Linked DNA regions of Mus musculus: region 2 is linked to region 1. Evidence: chromatin contacts called from public targeted proximity ligation data. All regions are on one chromosome and are shown on one strand. The core of a region is the stretch at or near the end of the contact, and the rest is flanking DNA. Distances in the headings are between cores, read along the strand shown.

What was found.
Region 2: a contact with region 1 is called in a targeted proximity ligation map of memory CD8 T cells, with 5 read pairs. A contact is called at or near these places in 2 of 130 datasets of targeted methods (memory CD8 T cells and pancreatic cancer cells).

Annotation. Positions count from the first base shown.
Region 1 is chr19:3,386,479-3,391,951 of GRCm38.p6, forward strand. Tesmin (testis expressed metallothionein like) reads left to right here and starts at 2,379. Exons shown (of 9, transcript NM_001039657.2): 1 at 2,379-2,855. The coding sequence starts at 2,472.
Region 2 is chr19:3,909,984-3,915,456 of GRCm38.p6, forward strand. It overlaps Ndufs8 (NADH:ubiquinone oxidoreductase core subunit S8), which reads right to left and starts at 2,791. Exons shown (of 7, transcript NM_001271443.1): 1 at 2,727-2,791; 2 at 1,706-1,763; 3 at 1,583-1,633; 4 at 1,178-1,273; 5 at 915-1,087. The coding sequence starts at 1,763. Aldh3b1 (aldehyde dehydrogenase 3 family, member B1) reads right to left here. Exons shown (of 10, transcript NM_026316.3): 9 at 5,311-5,410; 10 at 3,508-4,101. The coding sequence ends at 3,911.

The sequences.
Region 1 (5,473 bases), core at 1,129-3,628:
GCCAACCTAGGCTACATAGAGAGTTCCAGACTAACCTGATCTATATAGTGAAACCCTGTCTCATAGAATGAAACAACATGAAACTGGACATAGCAATTAAGAACACTTGTTGCTCTTCCAGAGGACCTGGGGTCAATGCCCAGCACTCATGGTAACTTGCAACCACCTGTAACTCCAGTTCAGAGCATCTGACACCCTCTTCTGACCTCCAACACAGGCATGCACATGGTGCACATACAGACAGACAAAACATCCATTCACATAAAATTTTTTTTTTTTTTTGGTTTTTCGAGACAGGGTTTCTCTGTATAGTCCTGGCTGTCCTGGAACTCACTCTGTAGACCAAGCTGGCCTCTAATTCAGAAATCTGCCTGCTTCTGCCTCCCGAGTGCTGGGATTAAAGGGGTGCGCCACCACCACCTGGCAAAAATAAATCTTTAAAAAATGTAAAAATAAACAAGAGCCCCAAGAGCCAGATGTAGGAAGTGGAAGCTGGCACAAGGAAGTGCCCAGCTGGGCATGGGTTAGAACTGTGACCAACAAGAATAACAAGACAGAGGCAGCTTTAGCCAACCTACTGGGACAGCAGCAGTCATGGAGGTGCCAGGCTTCATTCTGACCAGCTTGGTGACATACCAGTGTCTGTGTTTATCTGGTGGATAGGTGTCTGAGACTCCTTACCATTCTTTCTTGGCAATTTTTGATTGAATGCACTAGGATTCTCAGGCTAGCCCTTAATGCAGTGTGCTTATTACAGCTGTGGAACATGTGTGCACAGACCCAGGAGAGCATAGGGAGATACGAGCCATTGTGACAGTCTGGTGCACGACAAGATGTCAGCCTCACCTTCCATTTAAACAGTTGGTGAGAGACTTTCATAGTATGTAACTGAGTCGGGGCTCGCCTCATTTTAACTGGAAGAAGCCGCCAGAGCACTGTATAGAATCCTTCTCAACGATATGGGAATGCAAGGTGCAAAGGAATTCTTGCTGCCGACTGTGGGATGTGGATTAGCTTACAGAGTGCTTGCCTGGCATGCAAGAAGCCCTGGGTTTAATTCCCATACTAAATAAGCTGATGATAGTGGTGCATACCTATTATCCTAGCACTCAGTAGGCAGAGGCAGGAAAATGAGAAGTTCAAGATTGCCTTTGATTACATAGTAAATTCAAGGAAGTCTGGGCCACATGAGACCTTACCTTTAAAAGATATAAGTAAAACATGAGTTGGAAGCCAACCTGGACTAAATAGTGATCACCAGGTCAACTAGAGTCACGCAACAAGACCCTGTCTCAAACAGACTAACAAGAAACTAAAATGGCTGATGAGGTAGCTTAGTGGGTAAAGGTGTGTGCTGCCAAGTCTGACAACCTGAGTTTGATCCCAGAAGCCGCACAGGGAAGGAGAGACAACTCTCGACTCTGGAACGTTTTCCTTTCCTTCAGATTAATGCCATGGTGTGTCCACAAATGTATATGCAAATACGCATTAAGTGTAAATAAACAAAACCCTGAAAGCAAAACCTGATGGCACAGGATTTTAATTGCAACTACTGAGACTGAGACAAGGTAACACGTTCAAGGGCAGAGTTCCCAGCATGTAGGAGGCCCTAGATTCAATCTCCAGTACTGCCTGAGCAATAATAGATAAATGTACTGGAAGTGACTCACAGGTTAATAGCACTTTTTTTCGCTGAGGACCCAAACTCACTTCCCAGCACCTATTAACTCAGTTTCGTAATGCCCCCCCCCCCCCCAGGTTGGACCGTTAGGGAAGGGGGCGGGGCCATCTCTGCCTGGACAGGGCGGGCCTTAACAGGGGTGGGTGGGGCCTCCCACCTAGCACTGCTTCAAATTTCCTGGAGTATTAGTCATGTTTTTAACCCCAATTTTTGGGAGGCAGAGGCAGGTGGAGCTCTGTGAGTTCCAGGCCAGCTTGGTCTACGTAAAGAGTTCTAAGCCAGCCAAGTCTACCTACTAAGATTCTGACTTAAAAACAAAAACAGATGAAAAGGAGGGGTGAAAATGATGTAAATACAGTACTCACCAATGAAATTTTCAAAGTTTAAAAAAAGAGAGAAAGAACCACCACCTGGGAGCCTCAGTTTCCCCCACTAGGTGCAGGAGAGGTTGGCTGATACCCAGTCCCTCCAGCCTCCATCCAAGCATACCGAAAGGCTGCCTTGTGGGCCAACCACAGCCCAGGTCCCATCCATCATGCTCAGGCCCCGCCCACCAAGAGCCAAAGCCCAACCTCCATGGCAAGGCCCCGCCCACCATAGACACCCACCTACCACAACCCAGGCTCCTGTCATCTTGGCAGAGGCCCCACCCACCGCAGCCCAGGCTCCGCCCCGTTCAGTCAGAGACGGGCCCCGCCCCTTTCCCTAACGGTCAACGGTCGTCCAGCCTCTCAGAAGCAAGGCGAGCTGGACGGCCGCGTCGTGTCGCTGTTCTCGGGTCCCAGTGGCCATGGAGGACGCGCTGCTCGGCGCCATGACTGGCCCCGAAGACGAGCTGGGCGCCGAGCTGTTCGGGTCAGAGCGTGTGTTCGCGGACGGGCTGGCGCTGAGCCCCGCAGGCGGTGCGGCCGATCGGGATGAGTTGCCGGTTCTGGCCGACGCCTACCTGGGCGCCACCGAGCCAGGGGAGCCGCTGCTGCGTGCGCTCAGCCCCCCGCCGGGCGCTGAGGTACCGGCCGCCCTGCTCGGCGACTTCCCGGGGCTGCCCGAGCTCCGCAGCCCAGACGACGCCGCTCCGCCTCCCGCCTACAGCGTGCACGTGTTATCGTCGTTACTTCCCGGTGCTCGCGGGCCCGCGCTGTTGCCGCTAAGCGCAGGAGTGCGCGTGATCCCAGTAAGCGCCAGCAGGGGCCACCGTCGCGCCGCCTCTCCGCGTGCCTATCCTGTGGGCTGGCCCCGGGCAGCAGGCTCAGGCACCACAAGGGATACAAGGGAGGTGGCACCTCCCTGCCCAGCCTTTTCCCCTGCAGATGACTGTGCCACACTAGAAGAGCTTATAACTGTTGCCATCACAGTGTGTGTTCCTGGCCTGTTGGACTTGTGTCTCCACCCACCTCCGCCCCAGCAGGGCTAGGGATAGAACCCAGGGCCTTTTGCGTGTTCTGCAGATAGTTTTCAGCCTGGTAGTTTGGGATTGGCTGGGAGATTTTTTTTTCTTCACACCAAAGACTTCCATTATTGAGGATTTTTTCAGTTGATGATCTCCCCCTCTGTAAGATAAGGGACAGTTCTTTAAACCTATGTAGAGTTTTGATGAATTCTGCTTCTCAACCATATTGCTAAGCTATATAGCAATTCCTTGAAATTGCTATATAACTTAGGAGAACCTCTGATTCTCCTGCCTCTACATCCTGAGTGCTAGGTGTACAGGTGAGCCCCACCACACCCGGCTGATACAATGCTGGGACCACACCCTGCCTTATGCTAGTCCACTAACCCAACTAACCCACATCCCCAACACCTCACTGTTGCCAATAGAAAGGAATCAACCTTTTAAAGGAAACCAGGCACAGGTCAGCCCCCAAAGAACCCTGCTTGGGAAACTGGGCTCCTCATCCAGTCAAGTGTGTCAGGTCTAGAGTAAGCCTTCATAGAATTTTTGTTGTTTTAAATCTCTGTGGAGATGACAGGAGCCTGGCTTTGTACACCAATAAGTCACAGCTAGTAGAGCTCAGAACCCAGAAATCCTGTTCCCTGCTCAATTTACAGAGAAGGTGGGACTCTAGCCTTCCCACAGGAACCTTCTAACTCAGCCTCATTCCCAGGCAGAGGCCTCCTCCTGGTTTCCAGTGCTTCCAAATGCCAGCAGTTTGATTTACCTTAAACAGGAGCTGGCTCAGCACCTTCTGCCTCCTAGCTCTCCTCTCCCCTCTATGAGAAGAACAGGAAAGGGAATAAGCCAGTGTGGAAGAGAGGTTTAATTATTGGGTGACAAAACTTTGTGTGTGTGTGTGTGTGTGTGTGTGTGTGTGTGTGTGTGTGAGGGGGATGGTTTCGAGACAGGGTTTCTCTGAAGCACTGGCTGTCCTGGAACTCACTCTGTAGACCAGGCCGCCCTCGAACTCAGAAATCCGCCTGCCTCTGCCTCCCAAGTGCTGGGATTAAAGGTGTGCGCCACCACACCCGGCATGACAAAACTTTAAAACACTTTTTAAAGGTTTTTTTAATGTGTGAATTTGTTTACATGCCTTGTAAGCATGCAGTACTCAAGGAGGCCAGAAGAGGGTGGCAGATCCCCCAAAACAAATCACCCACCAGTTGTGAGCCACCATGTGGGTGCTGGGAACTGAACCCAGGTCCTTTTGTAGACCTTTTTGTTTTTGTGAGGCAGTCTCATGTAGCCTAGGCTGGTCCTGAACTCTGTACCTGCACATGATCTTCATGCCTGCTCCTCCTTTCCCACAAAAGGGTTAGGATCCCAGGCTCAGGCCAGCACTCCTGGCTCTTTCTGAAGGAACCCTCCTCACACATTTTCATGCAGTTAGGTTCAGTCTAGAAAAGTACTACTGCTGTAGTATAAATAGCTCTGATATTTGCTGCTGCTGCTGAAGTCAGCAATTGTGTGTTTGTGGGTAGGGGGAAATCATTTTGGTGAGACTCCAATGAACTACTGCCAGGTTCCCAAGGCAGCAAGCAAGAAAAAGTGTAAGTTTCCTGCATTTCTGTAAAATCTGAATTCTGCATAAGGCTGCTCCTCAAAACCTAACTGTACTTTCTTGTCTTCTAAGGTTTGGATCACACAAGTCTGATGTAAATTTTGTAACCACTGGGACCTTTCCACTTTTAAATCCCATTGCTTCTTAGTAAATGCAATTTTGTCTCATTTATCTATTTTATAATTGGATTTATTTATCTGTGTGTGGGTGCATGTTCCACAGTGCACATGGAGAGGTCAGAGGACAACCTACAACAGTTGACTCTCTCTACCATGTGTGTTCTTGAGTTCAAACTTGGCTCGTCAGGCTTGGTAGCAAGTGCCCTTACCTACTGAGCTATCTTGCTGGTCCTCTTTCTTTCTTTCTTTCTTCCTTTCTTTCTTTCTTTCTTTCTTTCTTTCTTTCTTTCTTTCTCTTTCTTTCTTTCTTCCCTTCCCTTCCTTCCTTCCTTCCTTCCTTCCTTCCTTCCTTCCTTCCTCTCTCTCTTTTTTTCTTTCTTTCTTTCTTTCTAAAAGATTTATTATATGTAAGTATACTGTAGCTGTCTTCAGATGCTCCAGAAGAGGGTGTCAGATCTCATTACAGATGGTTGTGAGCCACCATGTGGTTGCTGGGACTTGAACTCAGGACCTTCAGAAGAGCAGCCAGTGCTCTTAACCGCTGAGCCACCTCTCCAGCCCTATTTATTTCTTTTTGATGCAGGCTCTCAGTATGTTCCCAACTCTTGTCCTCTTCACATTCTGGACCTGATGGCGTCCTCAGAGTTCTCCATCCTGAGGCTGCTCAGATGACTAGA
Region 2 (5,473 bases), core at 1,541-4,040, 520 kb after region 1:
AGCCTAGCCTGTCTGTGCAGAGTGCACACCACCTAGGAGCCATGCCAGACATCACTGAGCTGCTGAGGCACAGCTAGGAGCTGGAGTTACGCATGGCGGGCTAGGTAGTGTCCCTGGGCAGGTCTCACGGCTGCAGCTGCTGGAGCTCATGTTAGACACAACAAAGCCATCACTGCATTTTCCTGTTTCCAAATAGTCCCAGCCTCCGGCATTCTGTGCAGCACCCACCAGCATAACTGAAAGCCAGGCTCTGGGGAGCAGCTAAGCTCTGGGGAGCAGCCACTCCTGTTGCACATCCTCAGCTTGAACACAGAATGGCCACACAGACAGGGCTCCTGAAACCACGCCATGGCCTCTAGGCTCAAATGTCACATGATTATTGACTCCCAGGGTAGGATATGAGTACTCCACGTGGCCTGCTTGGGATGGAGCCGCCCCCCAGCCGGCTTCCTGACTCAGCACTTGACATTAAGGACTCACTGTCCCCCACACAGGGTCAGGGTTAGGCCAAGCGAGAAAAGGACAATGTCAGGTGTCTGTGGCAGTGCATACTTTTATCTTAGTACTCCAGAGGCAGAGGTAGACAGATCTGTGAGCTCAAGACCAGCTTAGTCTACACAATGAGTTTCAGCTGGTGCTACATAGTGAGACTCTGTCTCAAAAGAAAAAAGAGCCAGGAGTGGTGGTAGTATATACCTTTAATCCCAGCACTTGGGTGGCAGAGGCAGTCGGATTTCTGAGTTTGAGGCCAGCCTGGTCTACAGAGTGAGTGCCAGGACAGCCAAGGCTACACAGAGAAACCCTGTCTCGAAAAACCAAAAAAAAAAAGAAAAAAGAAGGGTCTTTCCCGGGGGAGTGTATCAAGGTAGGGGTCAGATCAGATTTAGGGCCTAGTAGTTAGAAGGCAGACTCACCTGTGCAGGACAGATGGCCTCACAGAGTTTGCAGGCAATGCAACGCTCCTCTCCAGATGGGTAGCGGCGCAGTGCATGCTCCCCACGGAAGCGCGGACTCAGTGGGCCCTTCTCAAAGGGGTAGTTGATGGTGGCAGGCTCTCGAAAGAGGTAACTTAGGGTCATGCCCAGTCCTGGGAGTAGTACAGAGCTGGTAAGAGGATGCTCTCCTCTCCGGCCGTCCACGCCTGACTCTCCCCTCTCCCCTCTTCACTGGTACCCACCTCGGATGAGTTCTGTCCACATCAGAATCCGAGCTGCATTGTCAGTTGCGGACTTCATGTCCACCTCAGACTCCTGTTCCTTCTTATTCACATACTCTGCAGGAGGTCAGGGAGGGAGGTTAATGGAAGCTGGCTTTGGAAGCGCACCCAGGCAAAGCTTTTCAAGTTCAGGGAGTGAGGGACCTAGGTCCTCCTAGTGGGTCCTGATAACCTAGCAGCTCTTTCCTGTCACATGCCTCCCGCCTTTGATGGTACTACAGTGACTGAGTCACAGTCTCTCTTGATCGCTACCTTCATTTTCAGAGTGGAAACTAGAGCTCACAGAGGGTCCCTAGCAAAGCAATTTCCCGGGCCTTGGGTGTGACGACGGTCAGAAAAGCTCAAGTCAGAATATTGGCTACTCACTGTACGTTGCCGCCACTGCGCTGCTATGAAGGCTTTGTCCATTAAGATGTCCTGCAAGGAGAGAGGTGATTTCACACCAGGAAGCTCTGCTCCCCCACCCCCAGGAAAGGCCTCTAGCCCTACCTGTGCGCATGGCCTGGGCCAAGGCCCGTGGCAGCATTGATGAGCTCAGGCGATACATCTGGAACATGGAGAAGGGAAGAGAAGGGTCTAAAACTGCCCTCCTCTGAACCTCTACCTTACGCCCCATTCACTCACAATCCCACTCAAGACCAGCACCCCTAACCCTCAATCTGACCTCACTCTGCTGACTCACAGTTCCTGGGCACCCCAAGTTCCTTCTATTTCTGCAGTTCCTAAGCAACCTATTTAATCCATTTCCCCATGTCCACTCCTCATCCTCCGCTCACACCAAGGCTCCCTGACCACCACCAGTGTATTCAGGAGCCTGGATGGTTCTTCTGGTGGGTCCTCCTAGTGGGTCCTGATAACTCTGAGCCAGGCTTCATGTCAAATGTCATAGACCCTGTCATCCTGTCATGTTAAGTGATTGCTCCCAAATTACCCAATGTCATTGGAACCAGGACAGGAATCCAGGAGATACCTGCAGAAAACCCTTAAAGATTTAAATAATTACCAGGGTCAAGTTCCTCTCCTCAACCCAAGGGGCTCCTGGAACTCTCCCCAACCTGCAGAGTGACCTTGGGCAAATGATGTCCCCTGGCCTCAGTTTCTGGATTACAATGTAGGAAGAGGGGTCCCGAAAATTAGGGATGTATGCAAACAAGGGGATTTTGACCAAGAGTCTGGCAGATCACCAACGCTCTAGCGCCCTCTTGTGACCTTTGACCTGTAGGGGTCGGCCAATTCTTGACCCCAAGCAATCCTGGATCCAACCTACCACTTTCTCTCAGACCTTCCCCTTGACCTCTGACCCTATGAACGCAGAAGGCAGCCGGCGAGGCAGCGCATGCGCCTGAGGGTGCAGGCTTTCCGGTCCGCAGCTCGGGAAGGACGCACAAGCCGCGGGTCCCGAGCCGAAGCGCTAGATCCCAGACTTCATAAGGTCAGCGGTGACACCCCGTTCAACCCTGTCGTTGCGTCACCCAGACCCTGTCTTCGCCGCCTTGCCCTGGCCACCCACCTTGAAGTGCTGCGGCTCCTTCCCTGGCCCAGATGCGGTTCAACCGGAAGGCGGAGCCTAAGCTCAGGATGCTGCCATTGGGCGAGCTTCTCACGCCTTTTTCCATAGTGCCCTTTCCTTCTTTGGTCTGATTGGCCTAGGGTCCTGTAGGAGGCGGGCCCAGGACTATATTTTTCTCTAATTGGCTGATGGGAGCAGATGCTTGAAGTTTTGTAGGGAGCTGCCATGTTGTATCAGAGAGGTTAATGCGCCTGACTTCCGAGATCCTGAAGGCGGGACTTCCTGACCTCGGTTTGGGACGCTGCTACAGTCCGGGGAGGCGGGAGGGGTAGGGCTCATTTGAATACTGCAAAGATGGCGACAGCGTACAAGCGCTTTAACCACTGGTCCTTGTAACGGCCGCGGGTAGCAGGACTTTTGTCAAGTCTGCCCCTAGGACTAGAGAACCATGAGGCAATCTGCATGCCTTGTATGGAGTGATCAGAAATGCTTCCTTCAGGAAGTAGTGTCTAAGCTGGCGGTGTAGAATCTGGAAGGCCAGGAAGGACATGTTGACTTAGTCAAAAACCAGGCCATGTGTAGAGACAGGATGTCAAAAATTTTGAGTTTTAGCAGGTGAGTGGCTGGAAGCGCCATCCCTTGGAGCATGGAGCTCAGACTGGTGGAATGTTTTACGGCTGAGTAAACTTGTGAGGTGAGGGGTGAGTTGTAGCTGGGGAAAGGTCTTGGACTTATCACGGAGGCAGCACCTCCACTCCAAAAAAGACAAGACACCTGTAGCTTGGAGTCAGCCCTCCTAGTTTAATACTTCCACGACGATAGGCTGTTTTGTTAAGGCTGTTTTATTTCCATTGTGCAGATAGAAAACTGAGAGTGAGAAGACCCAGACAGGCCTGGTCACAGAGTATGACCTGTGCCGATTATCACTGCTCCCTTGCAACACTATCCACGAGAGGGTGGGTAGTTCAGAAGTGCTCTGTTTTCTCGAAGATTCTATGGTCACTGCATCCCTTCCTGCCTTCCTACCCTCAGCCTATCTTATTCAAAGGTCCAAAAAGGGGAGCCCCAGGAGGCAGAGGGCTCCACCAAGAAGGGCTGAGCAGACTGCTCTGTGGCCTTGGCCCTGGCAGGCCACTTCTCTGAAGCTGTGCCCCAGGCAGGCTCCTGTACCCCAAAACCCCTGCTTACAGCAGGGTGCAGCTGCAGCACCTCTCCTCCATGGCCACCAACAACACCCTGAGGTTGCGACTGGAGTAGGGTGGGTAGCGCAAGTCATTGATTTTCTCCATTCCCGGGCTGCGCAGCAGACAGGCACGCTGGTTGGAGAAGGTGTCAAAGGAGAACTTGCCGTGGTACCTGCCCATCCCGCTGGTTCCTGTGGGCAGCACAGAACATGGGTCTTTAGGTCTTTAAGGGCCAACTGAGGGGACATCACATAGACTTGGCTTTGACAGGTAGGCTATCTTAGCCTGTTTCTCTGTGTGTTCAGTGGACTAATCACAAGGCGTTATGGATGAGTACTGAACTTGCCCCAGCCACTTTACCAGGTGCCCTTAGGGACAGGCAAACTGAGGTCATGGGTATGAATTCTGGAGCTAGGCTTCCCAACGTTGAATCCCAGCCCCATACTGAACACTCTAGGCAAGTGACTGCCTCAGGCTCTCTGTGAGAGTGGCATCTTTTTTCTAGGTTTGTGGCAGACATCTTCAAATCTGTGTAGCTCTTACTGTCTAGGAAGGAACAAGGACTCAACCCAGAATGTCCAGGGGACATGGCCTGGGTGGAGTTGGTAGTAATGAAGCTGGCTTGTTAAAGTGAGGGACGCCAGAGGATCATGGAGTCAGCCAGATAGTGTGTAAGTGGGGAAGGTGGGGGGAACATGTAAGGGTTCAAGTTCAGTAGCCATCACAAGAGACTAAGGGGGAACAAGAGCAGGACTTCTAGGCCAGACCAGGACTAGCCGGACAATGCTGTCATTTGCTCTGATATTGAGTCTGACCGGGTGGAAGGACCAGGGCACTTTCAGTGAGGAAGTCGACCTAAAGGAGAAGTAGCTGTCCCGGTCACATGCCTGTGGGCTTGCTGGAATATAGCTGTGAGGTTTGAAGTTGGGGGCGGGGGGTGGCAGGGGGGTGGAATGGGGCATCTCCACATGCCTGGCCTCCTGGAAACAGAGACACCCAGAGCTGGGTGTGCAGGGACTTGGGAAGGCTAAAGGAGGCATCATTTGGCCCTGCCATGGAGTTGAAGGCCAGAACTATGTGGGGATGGGTGGCCAAAGTCTGGGGGAGAGACAAAGAACTCAGTGGCTGGAGGCAACTGGTGTGTTTTTATAAACCCACCAACGTGATCTCTCTGTAGCTTCTCACCCACATGTTTAGTGCAAGCATATCTGCAAAGTTCCACCACAGACTGTAGGGAGGTGGGAGAGAGGCAGGCTAGTTGGACAGTCAGTGGGGAGGGGCTTATGCTGCACTGGGCACTGAGAAGGGGGCACATCTTCTGCAGTTAATGTGGTCAGGTAGCAGGATGGGGATGCAGGTAGGGGGTCAGCCCAGGAGGGCAGAGCTCTGCTGCTACCTACCCACTCCTCCAAAAGGAAGGCTGGACAGGGTCATGTGCATGAAGCCATCATTCCCACAGAATCCCCCGCTGCTGGTCCGGGCCAACACCTGTTTGATAACCTGGGAGAGAAAAGATGCAAAGCACTCCTGGACGGACCTTGTTTCAGTGAGGGCCAAGGGGGC